Linked DNA regions of Mus musculus: region 1 is linked to region 2. Evidence: chromatin contacts called from public HiChIP or PLAC-seq data. All regions are on one chromosome and are shown on one strand. Each heading gives the region's core, a stretch centred on a gene start, on an enhancer-like site or on the middle of the called end of the contact. The rest is flanking DNA. Distances are from core to core; before and after follow the strand shown.

The links. HiChIP or PLAC-seq counts read pairs in DNA pulled down with a chosen protein or histone mark.
Region 1: a contact with region 2 is called in an H3K27ac HiChIP or PLAC-seq map of embryonic stem cells, with 2.1 times the contacts expected there. The contact joins two enhancer-like sites. A contact is called at or near these places in 2 of 115 datasets of contacts at active chromatin or transcription factors (embryonic brain and embryonic stem cells) and 2 of 9 other capture datasets (embryonic tail and embryonic trunk).

Annotation. Positions count from the first base shown.
Region 1 is chr14:61,004,024-61,006,723 of GRCm38.p6, reverse strand. Tnfrsf19 (tumor necrosis factor receptor superfamily, member 19) reads left to right here. Exons shown (of 10, transcript NM_013869.5): 4 at 1,471-1,649. Among named protein-coding and RNA genes, the nearest start is that of Gm41167, 33 kb to the left of the region's middle. RefSeq lists an enhancer at 983-1,985. Within about 2 kb of position 1,438, at least 21 of the 459 cell types and tissues checked have an H3K27ac peak or open chromatin away from gene starts, as enhancers often do. A contact at or near this core is called in embryonic stem cells, where this site is marked.
Region 2 is chr14:60,837,151-60,839,850 of GRCm38.p6, reverse strand. The region is part of intron 14 of Mipep (mitochondrial intermediate peptidase); the gene reads right to left. Among named protein-coding and RNA genes, the nearest start is that of Mipep, 54 kb to the right of the region's middle. Within about 2 kb of position 1,255, at least 9 of the 459 cell types and tissues checked have an H3K27ac peak or open chromatin away from gene starts, as enhancers often do. A contact at or near this core is called in embryonic stem cells, where this site is marked.

The DNA.
Region 1 (2,700 bases), core at 189-2,688, 170 kb before region 2:
TATACAGTTATTTGAGTTTCCTTTTCTTGATATCTTTATCATGCAGTATAATACCAATTAAGAGAACATCAGTAGTTTCCATATTTAAGTTTTGAGATACCAAAAGAATGTCCCTCAAGGGACATTGCCACCTATTTTAAAATTTATTATGTGTTTGTGGTTTATGAGGGATAGTTACATCATATTAGGTGTAATTATGACCTGGTTAAACATACAATGCATTTGTGATTGTGTGTGGAACTGTTATATTATGTAGGGTGTAATTATGACCTGGTTATTGTTTTCATTTGGAAATTATGCATGACATAAGGAGATAAGATTGTGTCAAGTTGACAAGGGGTGGACTTGTGCTAGCTATCCTTGGTTGTCGAATTGACTACAACATTTGGAATGAACTAAAAACCAAGAGGCTGGGTCCAGCTGTGAGAGACGTTTTCTTAATTGGATCATTTGGAGTGGGAAGACCCACTTTTCATTCAGATCTTCTGAGGTGGGAAGGTCCACCATTTATGTGGGTCACATCAGCTGCTGGCAGCCTAAATAAAACACACAGGGAAAGGGGGAAGCTTTTGTTCTCCACCTGCTTGCCCCACTCTCACTCTTGCTGGCCAGTCCATTCCTTCATTGGCAGTAGAGCCTACATCCTCAGGATTCTAATGTATACTGACGACCAGCTGAGATGTCCAGTCTTGTGGACTCACGAATACAGAACTAAAACCTGAGTTTTATGCTGTGTCTTAGTCATGTGATTGCTATAGGTCATTTTGCTCTTGAACTGTGGGAGTCTGGGTACCAAAGAGTCCTCGAGTCTTTAATGTCACTCGTCCCTGTAAAAAAATGGTGCAGCGTCCGATGTACATCACAGCCTGGGACTTGAAACCTTTAAGTGCCTTGTTTGGTTTGCAGTACTAAGAGTTGAACCCAGGGCATTCCCATTGGCTAGGCCGGCTCTCTACCTCTGAGCCACATCCCAGGCTCTAGTTTGTGACCCCAGCTCTCTTTGAACAAGTCACAACCTTTCTGATCACAGAAAATACTAATCTGGTCAGAGTTTTAAGGCGTCTGAAACCTCTCACACCTTTATCCTCTGAAGCTGCGCTGCTAATAGCGATGTGCTTATTTTCTCGCCTTGATGTGCGAACCGGTGTCCACTGGCTTCAGCTTCTGAGAGGTCATGTGGCTGGCTTAATTAGGGGAGAAGAAAGTGCCTTAAATCTGCCCCAATGCCCCAGTAGGAGATCTTTTCTTATGCACTTGCTCACCGCCTCTGGAAGAAAGTGGATTGCTAAGGACCCTTGCGCTGGTCGAAAGAGAGATTATTAGCCAGGGAAGACACATTTGAACTTGCTGAAAGGGCTGCCTTTGTGTCCAGGAAGGCAGGCCTTGGTGGGTCTTCTTTATTCCTGCAGCTTCTCCTTTTTCAAGCTTGCAGAGTCTGAATAGCTGTCTTTTACCCGCTAATCCCCACAGGAATGTGGCTTCGGCTATGGGGAGGATGCACAGTGTGTGCCCTGCAGGCCGCACCGGTTCAAGGAAGACTGGGGTTTCCAGAAGTGTAAGCCATGTGCGGACTGTGCGCTGGTGAACCGCTTTCAGAGGGCCAACTGCTCACACACCAGTGATGCTGTCTGCGGGGACTGCCTGCCAGGGTGAGTAGGGCCATGACTTCTCTTTATTTAATTAAATGTTTTCCAAGGCATTTCTCTGTTCCCTCTAAACTTGAAAGCACCGTGGTAAGAACTTGAAGATGTTTGGGCCACAGGTGAAACTTTTGTCTTCTGCCTTCTACAGCCCGTGAGCTTACTCTGTGACAGACACTGGAGGCAAGGCAGAACAGTCACACCAACAAGCGGGCATGTCCTGCAAGCCTAGTTCCTCCTCCAACCTACTAAACACAAACACTTGGACAAGAGGACAAAGGAATTGGCAGCCAGATTATAAAAGATGGTACTTTTCAAAATGACCATAAAAGTTGCCCAGTGGGCATTCCCTCCTGCCCAGGACTAGTCCGGAGGAGAAAGCAGCAGAGATTTCTGACCACAAGGAGTTTGTTTGGTTTTGTTTGTTTTTTAAAAGGCTTATCTGGGCCAAGTGAGGTTCAGCAGGTAAAAACACTTGGCACGTGTGTTCAAATCCCAGGACCCTCCTAGTAGAGGGAGAAAACTAACTCCCTCCAAGTTGTCCTCTGACCTCCACGTGCATGCCATGGCACGCCTCCTCCCCCAAATAAATATTTGAAATAAATGCTTAAAAAGACGCCACCTCGAACTTAACCACATCTAAACGTATTTGCTGCCCATTACCCAGTGTCCCACAGTTCCTCTCCCTTTCCAAAACCCTAGTAAGTAACATCCCTTCAGATTGAATTTTTAGCATGCACATATTAAAAACAATAAACACTATTTTAAAAATAAAAGAAAAATTCCGTCTCACAGCATTTTCAAAAAAGAGAGAGGGCTGAGAGTGCCACTCGGTGATTTTGTGCTTGCTTTGTGTATGCACAGCTCTGGGTTGAACCCAGGACCCCCTACACATACATACCTCTTTCAAGAGGCCCAGGGAGTCACAGAAAAAAATGAGTAGAAGCGGATAGAGCAGAAGAGACAGGCGTGGATGGGGACAGCCTTCCATGAGCTCACTGAAATGCACCCTGGGAGGTCCACATGTTTCTGCTACCTAAACCATCTCTTGTCAGATGCA
Region 2 (2,700 bases), core at 6-2,505:
CTGAAGCCTGGAGCTCCCCAGAAAGTCGGACAAGCAGCTCTGATAGCAAAACCTGACCTGGACAGCGCAGGAGCCGTGAAGCGGTTTATCTTCTTAAAACACTCACTGCACTTCGTGAACACAGAACAGGAACGGGTCTAAGGTGCATTTGGCCAGAACTCTTTAAGCTTGTTTTAAAACTAAAAATCTACAGTATTTAAAGCATTTTAATTTCTAACGACCCGGAAAATTCTGACCTTCAAAACACGCACGGAATTCCAACATTCCAGGTCAACAACTATAAATTTCTACTTGGCACATATTTTATCTGAGATAAAGAGTGAGAGAGCATTTACCACTTTTTTGGAAAACTAAAAGAAAAGACAAAAATAGTAAAAAGTTAAATCCTAGGGTCCAGGAAGATGGCTACAGAGACCTGCTGCCAAATCTGAAAACCTGACCTTGACCTCAAACTACAGGGGAAAGAGACCTGACTCCTGCAGGCTGCCCCTGACCTCTGTACAAGCTCGCACCGCGCGCGCGCGCGCGCGCTCTAAAACTATGTTAAAAGTTTCAAGTTTAAATGTTCCAGAAATAGTCTGTTGTGTTATATGTTGCCTGAAAAAGTAGGTTAGATGATAGATGATGATCCTGGGAGGAGTTGGGCGCATAGGGTGTGAGTATGTTTAAAATGTACTGCATGCAAGTAGAAAATTCTCAAAACCTGAATAAAAATATTTTTAAATGGGTTAGGTCACAGGTAGCAACCAACCTCTGAGCTTGTGAGCCAGCCCCAGTGAAATGTTTTCCTTTCTAAGAGCTGCCATGGTCACGGTGTCTGCTCACAGCAGTAGAACCTTAACTTAGACAGTTTTTGAGCTTCTTTCCTTCAATCCTATCCACATTTTAAAAATACAAGTGCTTCAAAGCACTGATTTGGAAATAATTATATGTACGTTCTACCAAGAAGACACTCTAATATGTAAAACTCCTTAAGGAAAAAATGGCATGTGCACAAGGTAGCACCCTGTTAACCTGCATACTACTGTATTCTGTGTGTAAACTTACTTTCTTCAGAGCCCCCTCCGTCTCTCTGAAACCAGCACTGACGCCCTTGTGGGAGACTCTAAGGTCCTCTCTGCTACAGCACTATGTTAGACATCGTTTCTGGCTGATGCGCCCTGAGGGAGTTCAGCAGTCCCTTATCCCTTGTCATATCACAGGTATCCAAGGCTCCGTCCACCTGCTTCTTCAAGGCCAGCCCCCAGGTTACTGTCTCATGCTGCAAACTACAGACTACCACCACCAGGCCCGCCCCGCCCTGCCCGGCCCTCCCTGCCCAGCCCTCCCTGCCCGGCCCTCCAGAGAACTTGTTTACATAGTAAAGAGCATGTTTCCATTTTGTGACTGTCAGGAAACATTTAGTATCAATAGTCTTCTGTAGGGGATGTTTCACTCAGACACAACAGTCCATCAAGCTGAGCCCTTCCTGAAGCAGCTTTCAGTTCCAGAAAGGATTTTTTTCCATGTCACTCCTGACATACTACCCCAAATGTAGTTTCAGAATATGTGTGTAAATTTATTGCAAAACAATATTTACTGGGTAAACTTTATCCTTCAGAGTTTCTATCGGGGAAAGCCTGCAAGCCCTCTTTCTAGAACTCCCCAGGCCTGATGCTGGCCTCGTCCCCTGTAGGTTGCCCTTGTGTTGGGAGACTGGAGATCATTCCTTAGGAGAAGAGAGGACAGATGGAGAGACGCCCAAGGTCTGCCCTCACTCGCATGTTATCAGACCGTCCGAGGCAGCTGACCGACTAAGCAGTGGAGACACAGCACTGAATGTCTGGGAGGAGGAGGAGGAGGAGGAGGAGGAGGAGGAGGAGGAGGAGGAGGAGGAGGAAGAGGAAGTCGTCGTCATCTTCTTCTGGGAAGTGGATGGAACAAGAAAGGAAGAAATGAAGAATAACAAAGCAAAAAACATCAGTGAACTGAAACCAAACAGAAGACTTGGTATTTGCTCTTTGAAAATTCTAATAAAACAGATCAGTAAAGGAAAAATTGAGAGAAACAATGCTGAGTAGGAAGGAATATAATTACAGATGAGGCGGAAAATGAAAGATAAAAGAATACTATAAATAACTATGCCAATAAACTTAAGAACTTGGGTAAAATTTCTAGAAAATTGCAACTTAGCAAAGCTTATTAAGAAGAAAGTCCAGTCAAGGAGTCCAACAACTACCAAAAAAAACAAAAACAAACAAACAAACAAAAAACCAAAAATTTGCTAAAAATCTTCCTCCAGAGAAAGTAAATCATAAATGGCTTTAGAGATGAACTTTGACAAAGCTCTATGAAACAGATGACTATAGTTTTACTTAAAAACAGAAAAGCACTGTAGAGAGCAGAAAAAGAAGGAACACACACCAACTCACTAGCTCACTTTATGAAATGGCCTCTACTCAACATCAGTGAAAACCAAGTCACTGGCCAATCTCTCTCACAAACCCAAGTTTCCTCTGTTCACAAAGTACCAAGAAGTCAGCTCTGTGTTAACAAAAACAAAACAATACAAATTCAAGATGAAAGTTGCTTAATTCTAGAATGTAAAGGTGTCTTACGGCTAGTTCTTAACACTTCTACTCATTATCCAATTTCTCAAGAGATGTGGTGAAAACAATCTGGTAGAACATGGCAATCGTTAATGATTAAAAAAAAAAATAA